Linked DNA regions of Mus musculus: region 2 is linked to region 1. The links are chromatin contacts, called in public HiChIP or PLAC-seq maps. All regions are on one chromosome and are shown on one strand. The core of a region is the stretch at or near the end of the contact, and the rest is flanking DNA. Distances in the headings are between cores, read along the strand shown. Region 1 overlaps Mcph1 (microcephaly, primary autosomal recessive 1). Region 2 holds the start of Agpat5 (1-acylglycerol-3-phosphate O-acyltransferase 5 (lysophosphatidic acid acyltransferase, epsilon)).

Region 1 (4,613 bases), core at 1,120-3,619:
CCTTCCCAGAAGTGTTTCTCCAGACTGCAGTGCCTTTGGTTGGTTAGCGGTGCAGGCTTAAGTGATGCGCTTCAGTCTGGTACACACAGACCCTCCCCACCCCCAGGAGCACTTCCTGATGTGGAAAGGGGCTGCTATGCATTGGTGTCTCTCAGTGCCTTGGAGTTAATCTTTGGATGCAGCAAGTTCTTCTGGTAGTGTAGGCAGGCATTTAGAAATCTGCTGGCCGGATCATCATGGTTGTGGCCTTGAGCGAGTAGCCGGACCCCTTCCAGTAGTACCACTTGATACCGTTAAACTTATTTGTATTCTGTTTTTGTGGGTAGTACTGTCCATTCAAGTTGGAAGGACCACATGCGTCAAACCACCAGCCTGTGAAAGCGAAACACAGAAGCAATTAGGACTGGGTAGCTGCAGCTTGTCTGCAGGACTTAGCTGGGCACACACACACACACACCCCATGGTGTGGAAAGAGCCACATTGATTTGTTACTCCATAAACACAGACTGCACACCAGTGCAATCCCAGTACTGTGGTAGCATGAGTTCTTACACATGCCCTAGCTGCTTTGTGCAGAACCCTTGCTACATGAAGAAATGTCGGTCAGTGCTGTGTGAAAAGCTATCATCCACAGTGCATTGTGGGGTGAAGACATGGTGAGACTGCTGGCAGATGTGGGTAGAAGGTGGGCCAAGTGGTTCCCATCCCCCTCCATCATGTATATTTGTTTGGAACAGAAGCCAAGTGTGTCTAGCTCTCTGGGGAGCTAGGGAAAAAGGAACCTTAACACTACAAAGTGTGGTACTGAGGGAGAGTCAGGCAGCAGTAAGGATCTTTCCCGTTGTAGCTCCGGAGTCTACCCACAAATAGGAGCATGGCAGGCAGTGGGATTCACCATATGAAGGAGAAACCTAGACAATGTACTAATCTGAATTTATCTTTAAGCCTCAAGTGGGAGAGACACTGGTTGTATAGTATTTGTTTCTTTTTAAATCCAGAAAACAACAACGAGTAGACAGTAAAGAATGTGGGTGAAACACCAATTCTGAGGCCACCTGGGCACTACCACTTGGAGACACCCCTAGCTGTTGATTCTGAGAAATGGGAATGTATAAAAAGAGCCTGTGTTGTGTAAAACCCTAGGGCTGGAGAGAAATGTCAGTTACAGATCTGCCTTAGCCTTTGGGCACCATTGGAGTCATTGCTCCTGTGCACTTTTTCACGGGCCACCTTCCCTATGGGCCAGCCCATGGCTTGGAACTTGGCCTCTTACAAGCCAGACCTCCCCACTTTCCCTCCCCTGGCTGCTTGCCTCCTCCCAAGTCTCTCCCAGCTCCATTCTCAGCCCTTAAATCTTGAGCTGGGTAAATAAATGAATTGTGTCCTTGGTTGGGAAGCAGCTCTCCTGCTCTCTGGAATAGCAGCACACGGGTGGTCTGAGAACAGTCAGCCTCTCCAGAGAGGTCTAAGTGTGGGAACGAACAGCAAGCCGGCTCGGGATCAGGGGTGCTGTGGCCCCAGAACCTACCCCTACCCCGGCTGTTATGTGGCTTTAAAGACAGCTGTTACAGTGAGATGAGAGTCCAGCCCCCTTTACAGCAGTTCACTGGGGTTCTCTCCTTTGAATAATTACAGCTAATAGAGAAAACTCATGCCACCAAGTGGCCAATCTGCTACCCCAAGAATCCAGGATCTGCCAGAGAGTGGGACCTAATTCTTTCATGAAATCTCAATTTCTAAATTTCATTTCATGAATATATCCTCTTGTTACTGTTGCTGCACGAATTCTTTACTGAAGAGCAGGCATTGTTCAAGCTTAGATCTTTTACTTGTCTTAGAAGCTTTTATTCATATAATTTAATTAATTTTATTTATTTCTGGTGTGGAGATCAGAGAATTGCAAGGAGCAGTTCTCACATTTGGCCATGAGGAACCCAGGGATCAAACTCAGATGTCTGGCTTGACGGCAAGCATGTTTACCCACAGAGCCATCTCACAGGTTTGAGATAGAGTCTCATCAAACCTTGAACTCATGGATTCAGCTAGACTGACAGGCAAGCCAGCCCCAGCACTGGAATTGTTGCACACCACATATTCAACCTTTGTACAAGAGTGCTACAGACCTGAACATGCACATGGCAGGCACCTTACCCACTGAGCTGTCTTCCCCAGCCCACTTTCTTGCTATATGTAAGCATCATTGCATGAAAGAGACAGCTGAAAAGCCCTGGGCTGGATATTAAACAGAAACAAAGCAGTATGGAGCCAAACCCTTCTCTTTTCATCTGGTCAGTGAGCCACTTAATGTCCCCTCGCTCACTCCCAAGCATCCTGAGAGTACACTGTCACCCTTGTGACAATTCCAGCTCCATGCTGTGCTTTCATGTCACACTTGAACTAAAAGGAGGCCCAACCAATGAACTGGGAGGCAGATGGCTTGTGTTCTTACGGAAGTAAGGCTGTTCATTGTCAGGCATGCATTCCAGTCGGAGCTTACACTGCCAGTCGTCTATGCTAGGCAGCTGCTTCTTGCCAATTCAAATAGGAAGAGTCGCCTTACCTCCTGAGAGCATCTGGGAACACTTGCAGATGCATTTGTCATTGTCCGAATCCTTTGTGCTAAAATCACTTCCTGGTTGGCTGATGCTACTTATTTTGCCCGCGGTCCCCGTGAGTCCTGTAAGGTGAATCCTGGAACGTGCAAAGGAAAAAATAAAAATTGTAACTGGCTAGGATTGTTGATTGACTGTAGTGGAAAATTTCTCATGGTGAAGAATTCCATTCTACAGAGTGCACTGGGGCCAGTCAGTACACTCCAGTGCCCACTCCGTACAAAATACTTTGTACTGGTATAAACAGGAACCAACTTATCATCAAACCCTCTGACAAAGAGGGAGGGATGTTTTCATGACAACTTCAACACATATTGCCTGCACCAGCATCAGCAGACCTTAATGGGGCCTTGTAATTCATTATCCCTCTGCATTCAGATGAACAGAAGGCATCTGCAGAACAAAGGGGCTTCTCACAGACCCCCTCCCCGCCCCCAACCACCACAGTCCCTGGGGAATGGCTACTAGAGTGACCAGATACCCTGTCTATAGTCTGAAGGGGTAGAAGTTGGGGTGGAGAGGCTAGAAGGCAAGGAGTGGGTGAGGAGTTTGGGGTAGCCCCTATAGCTGCTTTGCCTTGATTCTGGACACTGGTATAATAAACCTGTCTGACCTCAGAAAGGAAGTAAATGTCAGTGCCCAGACCCCTGATCATGGACCACACTGTTAGACTGTTGCCAAAGTGTGGTCCTCAGCAGCCAACTGTGCCAACAAGGAGAATCTGAAGGTCAGGATAAGCATAATCGCTTTAATTACTATTTTATTTTGTTTTGTTTTTAAGGCAGGGTTATATACACTGTAGCTTAAGCTGGCCTGGAACTCACTAAGCAGCCTCGGTTGACCTTGAACTTGTGATAGTCCACCTGCCTCAGCCTCCCAAGTGCTGGGGTTACAGTCATGGATGGCCATGCCCAATCAGAACATATAATTCTCTAAAATGTCACAAACTGCCAGTGGTCAGATGTTTCGAGTCAGACCAGAGCTGGGTCTCACATAATAGGGTGACGTAAGGATGTCCTTTTGGTGTTTTGGCATGCCAGTAACCAGCTCTGGCAAACTATCATGCTGAATCCCCAAGAGCTCATGCAATGTAGATACAGGAGTCTCTGGAAATCCTACATGGTGACTACCAAGTGTCCTTTGAGCCCCCAAGTGTTCTCTTCTTTGTAAAGCTCTCTGTCCTTGCCATCCACCACCTTGGGAAGATTCACTTGTCAGTATCTCATGTGGGAACAGGCAGAGGAGAGGGCGAGACCACTGTCCCAGGCCCTGGCACATGTCTTTACAGTGAGTGCTCACGGCAGCCCTAGGACAGCAGCTGCAGTGTGTGGAGAACTAGTCCTTGTGTGCTTGGGAACCTGAAATAGTTTTCTTTCTGACATTTACCCCCCTTTACACCCCCTCCACCCCACCCCACCACACCCCACCCCACCCCACCCCTCCCCGCCAAGGTTTGTCTTCCTTTTCAGTCTCTTGTCTTCTTTGAAAGGTCAGTTCTCAGGGGACTCACTAAATGTCCTGCAAAGGCAAGTAATGTCAGAGAGAAATCTATTTTTATTAGTCTCTCTTTGAAAGGTTATTCAATCTTAGAGCCTTTTGGAGGCCTACCAGACAAAAGTACATGCTTTCAAATCTGTTATTAAGAACAGCCTTGAGTTGGCCATGTCATTGCTCATACCTACAATCCTAGCATTTGAGGGGTGGAGGCAGGAGGATCAGATGTTTGACGTCATCTTTGGCTACGTAGCAATTTCAAGACTCCCTCGGGCTACACGAGACCCTGTCTTGGGAATCAAGAGAAAGAAGGAGAATGGGGTGGCAGGGTGTGAGCAGGCAGGCAGGCAGACACATGTCTTCCTTGGTGCCCCTTTCTCATGCACTCCTTGGTTTCCTGCTTGTTCTTGGAGGGAAGCACGTCCCAATCTGAAGCTTGGCTTACTCGGCACTTACTCAGGCGTTACTTCCAGAGTACTTAGCCGTATTAGCATCCTCTTAATTAGT
Region 2 (4,613 bases), core at 1,474-3,973, 150 kb after region 1:
TGTTGACTTTTGTCTCCCCACCAGCGGGCCCCCTGCTGATGGACTGGTTCAACCAGTTCAAAGCTTGATGAAGACTTGTCAGACAACAGTCTGAGCCAATCTCCTGTCCTATATTTCTTCAAACTGACCAACCCTAATTAATTAATTAATTAGGGGAGGAAGACTCTTCAGAGGCTTAGAACATTCAGCCTTTGAAAAGACACTGGATGTTTTTGGCCGAGTCTCTGCTCTGCAGTGTATTTCTTTCTTTTTCTTTCTGTACATCTGCTGTCTCCCATGTGTTTCCTCAATCCCTAATAAACACCTTTCTTCAACTGCTGATTCTGTCTGTGAGGTGTTTGAGATTTCTCTGGTGCCTTAAGGGGGAAAAAAAACTGATCAAGATCTCTAGATTTTATCATCTTCAAGCCTCACCTTGGTTTTTGTTCCTGAAGACTATCACACTGTCATCCTCGGCAGCCAGAGGAGTTCCCCTGGATTTTAGGGACTTCAGCTCGGGCTAAACCAGGATTAGTGGATTTGATGTTGAAAAGAATTTATAGTGAAACATAGCTGGGAATTTTATTACAGGTATTTTAATGTAAGCTTAAGCATAAAGGGTTTTTGTTTTTTTTTTTTTTTTTTTGGTTAAAAAAAACACACAGGCTCACATTGTTAGTATTATCCAGATAAGCTATAGTGGTTCTCAGATTGTGCATCTAAGAGTCACCAGAACACCTTCCTATTTGTCTAGTTTTACAGCTATCTGTGTGTATGGGTGCATGCCATGGACACCTGTAGAGGTCACAGGACAATCTCCAATTCACTTTCTCCTTCCACCACATGGGCTCTGTAATCACTAAGGTTTGTCAATCCTGAGTACAGATGTTCAGAACCATCTTACTGTCTCCTCTCTTCTGATAAAACATGAGGTGGCCCCAGAGACGTTTTAGACAGGGTTATAATCTGATAAGGGAAAAGCCACATGTCCTTTCCTTACAAATGTAATTTCTACAGACATTCCTAGAAAATTGAAACTTTATGGTTGGGAAAGGAGAGGGGGCCCTCAGGTACCTTGTTTTTCTGTTGACAAAAGTTGACTCTTAACATTGTCAAGTAAATGCTCCCACAAATGGATCATCTGACTATTTGCAGAATGTCATAGGCCAACAGAGAGAGAACCCCTGAATTTCCAGAGACCTTCAGGTTGGCTCAGTCCCTTCTTTTTTGATGTGTACCTCAATTCCTGTCTTCCTGAACTCTTGTTTGCCAATCTGAATCTACAGTCTATCTGTCAAACAATTCCTTTGTCTGGACTGGTCTGCTGAACTGACAGTGAATTGTCTTGACAGTTCCTTTGCCTGCCCTTTTACCTCTGCATCTTCATTAAACTGGACAGTTTGTCATATCTGTGACCCACCAACAGCTGCTTTTCCCCTAAAGCTGGGTTTGTGGTTCATGTTATCGTGACAGACACTCTTATAGCCCTGTCAGTTCTCCAGCACTGGCTTCCCAAGGCTTTTAAAACTCCTTTCTTCTTTCTAACTCTTTGTAGTCACTGTAACCTATATATGCATATGTAAACAGAGATATACTTACAGAGTGATGTATGTGTGATCTGAGAGTTAATATTAGTAATTAAGACTGCAATAAAAGAACCTGTGTTTCCCTTAGCAAGGGCTACAGAGTAAAGTGGGCCTCTCTGGTGCCAGCGAAGCCACTGTACTTAGTGAAATTTATTGTCATTCAATACATTCTGATATCGTGTAAACTCCTAAGCACGTCCATCTGACATAGTGTGCTAATGACAGGAGTCACCTGTATGCCTTATGAAGCGCATCTCAGAGGTGATGGGAAAGAAACATGGGGCAAAAGATGAAGGGAAATCCAAGGCAAGGAAGCAGAGACACAGGCGTCAGTGGTGTGGAAAGGGAGAAAACTAGGGGCAGAATAAGTGACCTTAGGGTCACTTAGAGAAACCAACACACACACACACACCCACATATTTAAAACGTACTTTATACAGATCTGAGCGTGCGCACTGACCTGTTTCCTTCTATACCTTCTTGTATAGAATTATCTGGTCTCCACTAGTTAGGGCAGTGAAAGGACCTGGGCCCCTGGATAAGTTTTTGCTGTTACTTAACTATTCTAGTTTTCTGGAGGGAAGAGAACTTATGGATCCTACATGTATAGGGAAATACTTTCCTACACATTGAAAAGAAGAAATGTAGGATATTAGGAAAACGCACAGTAGAAACAAGTTAAAGAGCAAGAGGTTATTAAAGGGCAAAAGTTAAGGCTTTGAAAGATTTAATACAAGGAGGTGACAGTCCCGTGAAAGGTGAACCAAGGGTACAGGAGACGGACCCAGCCTCATTCTGCAACAGCCAAGAGGAGGGAAGGTGTGCTTCCTATGCACGTGGGGGCACGGGTGGCCCTCCGGCACGCGAAGACGCTGCAGTTGTCCATAACCTGCGGCATCGAGCTCCTCCTGTGCTCCACGACTTAGTCGGCTCACGCGTGTCTTGCAGGAAGCATCCTCGTGTCTCCACGCAGCTCTCGCACGCCAGCACAGGCCAAAACCCACCACCTCACTTCTTCCCGGGCTCATCCCCAGCCAGCATTCGCAGTCGAGCATGCGTCGTGACGAGGCCAAGGGACCGAGCCAATCAGAACACGTATTACGCCCATAAGTCGGCCAATCAGGAGGCGCCTTATTACCCGGGAGCCTTGCTTCACCCCGCCTCCCCGCTGACAAGCACGGGTCGCGCGGAGCAAAGCGAGCACCCCGAGGCGAGTGCGCCCGGCAAGCCGAGGCGTGCCCTTTCCAAGGCGGCGAGCAGAGGCCGTCACTGTCCCCGCCGGGTCCCGGGCCCCCGCGGCCCATGCTGGGGGCGGAGCCAGGGCGGAGGGCGGCGGCGCGGCCGGCCCCGCGCAGTGATTGGCGGGCGGCCGGCGGTGGCTGAGGTCCTGGTGGCCGCGCGGGCAACGCAGGCGGAGTCGCGGCTGGCGAGCCGAGAGGATGCTGCTGTCCCTGGTGCTCCACACGTACTCTATGCGCTACCTGCTCCCCAGCGTCCTGTTGCTGGGCTCGGCGCCCACCTACCTGCTGGCCTGGACGCTGTGGCGGGTGCTCTCCGCGCTGATGCCCGCCCGCCTGTACCAGCGCGTGGACGACCGGCTTTACTGCGTCTACCAGAACATGGTGCTCTTCTTCTTCGAGAACTACACCGGGGTCCAGGTGAGGCGCGGCCGCGCAGGGCTGCGTGCGAGCCCTCCCCGCGGCCGGGGCGGCGCTTGCAACCCGGGCGAACACTCGCAGCCCGGCGAGCACGTGCCGCAGCTCACGGCCTCCCGCCGCGGGGGGAAGTTTCTGGTTCTCACTTCGGGGTTCCTTCTGGAACGTCCTGCTGAGGCTGAGTGTGTTCCCGGGTCCGCCCCACCCCCGCCCCGGGCCGGCTGTTACTGCCCATCTCAGTGCCTGCCAAAGTAGGGCACTGAGTCCGAGGTGGTGATGCTGGGACTGGCTTCATTTGCACTTCCGAGGTCTTTTAGATTAGCAAGACCTCTAGGCGCTGACCAAAGTGACAGCTGTGAAGGACGACTCCTGCCTTGGGTTCCTCCCGGGTGAAAGCGAGGGCCTAGGGAGGAAATGAATACATTGGTTACAATAGGAGCCTCACTGTCGATACAGTTCTCTTCAGCTTGGACTGGGCTTCAATGTGGGCTGATCTCTTGTCAGATTGCTTTCTTCCTGCTACTGTTTCTTTCTTTCTTTCCACCCCTCCCTCCCCCCCCCCCGCCCCGTGGAGATTGAACTCTGAAAACAATAAAGAGTAGAAAGCTCTCCTAATGTGAATTCGTTATATGACATCCCATAAAAACCTACAGTTGTACTTCCTTTTTGGTTTTCAGTTTCAAAGAAGAGCTCTGTTTGGGTTCTCCCAGATGTATCTATGACTTTCCCCCCCATTTCTCAGTTCTTTTCATTCTGTGTTAGGGGGGTACTTTGGCGACTGGATCCCTTACTGAGTTTTGCGCCAGTTGGAGATTATGTCTGAGGTAGGGAATTAAGACCTCTCTGAATCACTATCTTTTTAAATGTTTTCCTAGGGAATAGGAAAATCACTGTTGCACATCAAGGTTTCTGAAAAATTGACTTTTAGAATAGGATTTCATTCAGAATTTTTAGGAACCCCCACACTGATGGTTTCAAACCTCCCTCTTACTTTACTAAGTTTGTCAAGTGAATGTATGGTCTAATCGTGGATAAGTATTTAATTTCACTAGCAGAAGGGACAAGACAGCGGGGAGCACAACTTAAAGTTGCTGACCTTGCACATGACAAGTACCCCTCAGACGCTCAGGGACCTCTACTCAAGTGCCACCTATATTCTTGCTGCAGAGACGTTAGGATGAGTCAGAATGAAGCAAAGTTAGTGAGTTTATTGATTGGGAGAGAGGACACGCACTTGAGGGGAGTCAAGTGCAAACCTTATTACCCCCCACCCAGGCTACAGCAGCTGTTTTCTAAGTGATTTTAGGGCTTTTAAGTTAACGCCTTAAAACTAAGATTAAGGAGAAGAGAAGGAAAAAAATGAGTTCTTCTATTCTTTCCAATAATGAGCTCT

What was found. HiChIP or PLAC-seq counts read pairs in DNA pulled down with a chosen protein or histone mark.
Region 2: a contact with region 1 is called in an H3K4me3 HiChIP or PLAC-seq map of embryonic midbrain, with 4 times the contacts expected there. The contact joins the promoter of Agpat5 here to the enhancer-like site in region 1. A contact is called at or near these places in 1 of 39 promoter capture datasets (neural stem cells), 1 of 15 datasets of contacts at CTCF or cohesin (the G1E-ER4 cell line), 2 of 484 Hi-C or Micro-C datasets (both in the G1E-ER4 cell line), 3 of 115 datasets of contacts at active chromatin or transcription factors (astrocytes, bone marrow-derived macrophages and embryonic midbrain) and 3 of 9 other capture datasets (adipose tissue, liver and pancreatic islet).

What each region holds. Positions count from the first base shown.
Region 1 is chr8:18,691,837-18,696,449 of GRCm38.p6, forward strand. The region is part of intron 12 of Mcph1 (microcephaly, primary autosomal recessive 1); the gene reads left to right. Angpt2 (angiopoietin 2) reads right to left here. Exons shown (of 9, transcript NM_007426.4): 8 at 2,561-2,691; 9 at 1-372. The coding sequence ends at 212. Among named protein-coding and RNA genes, the nearest start is that of Angpt2, 47 kb to the right of the region's middle. Within about 2 kb of position 2,370, at least 42 of the 459 cell types and tissues checked have an H3K27ac peak or open chromatin away from gene starts, as enhancers often do. A contact at or near this core is called in astrocytes and neural stem cells, where this site is marked.
Region 2 is chr8:18,843,556-18,848,168 of GRCm38.p6, forward strand. It overlaps Agpat5 (1-acylglycerol-3-phosphate O-acyltransferase 5 (lysophosphatidic acid acyltransferase, epsilon)), which reads left to right and starts at 2,724. Exons shown (of 8, transcript NM_026792.3): 1 at 2,724-3,223. The coding sequence starts at 3,005.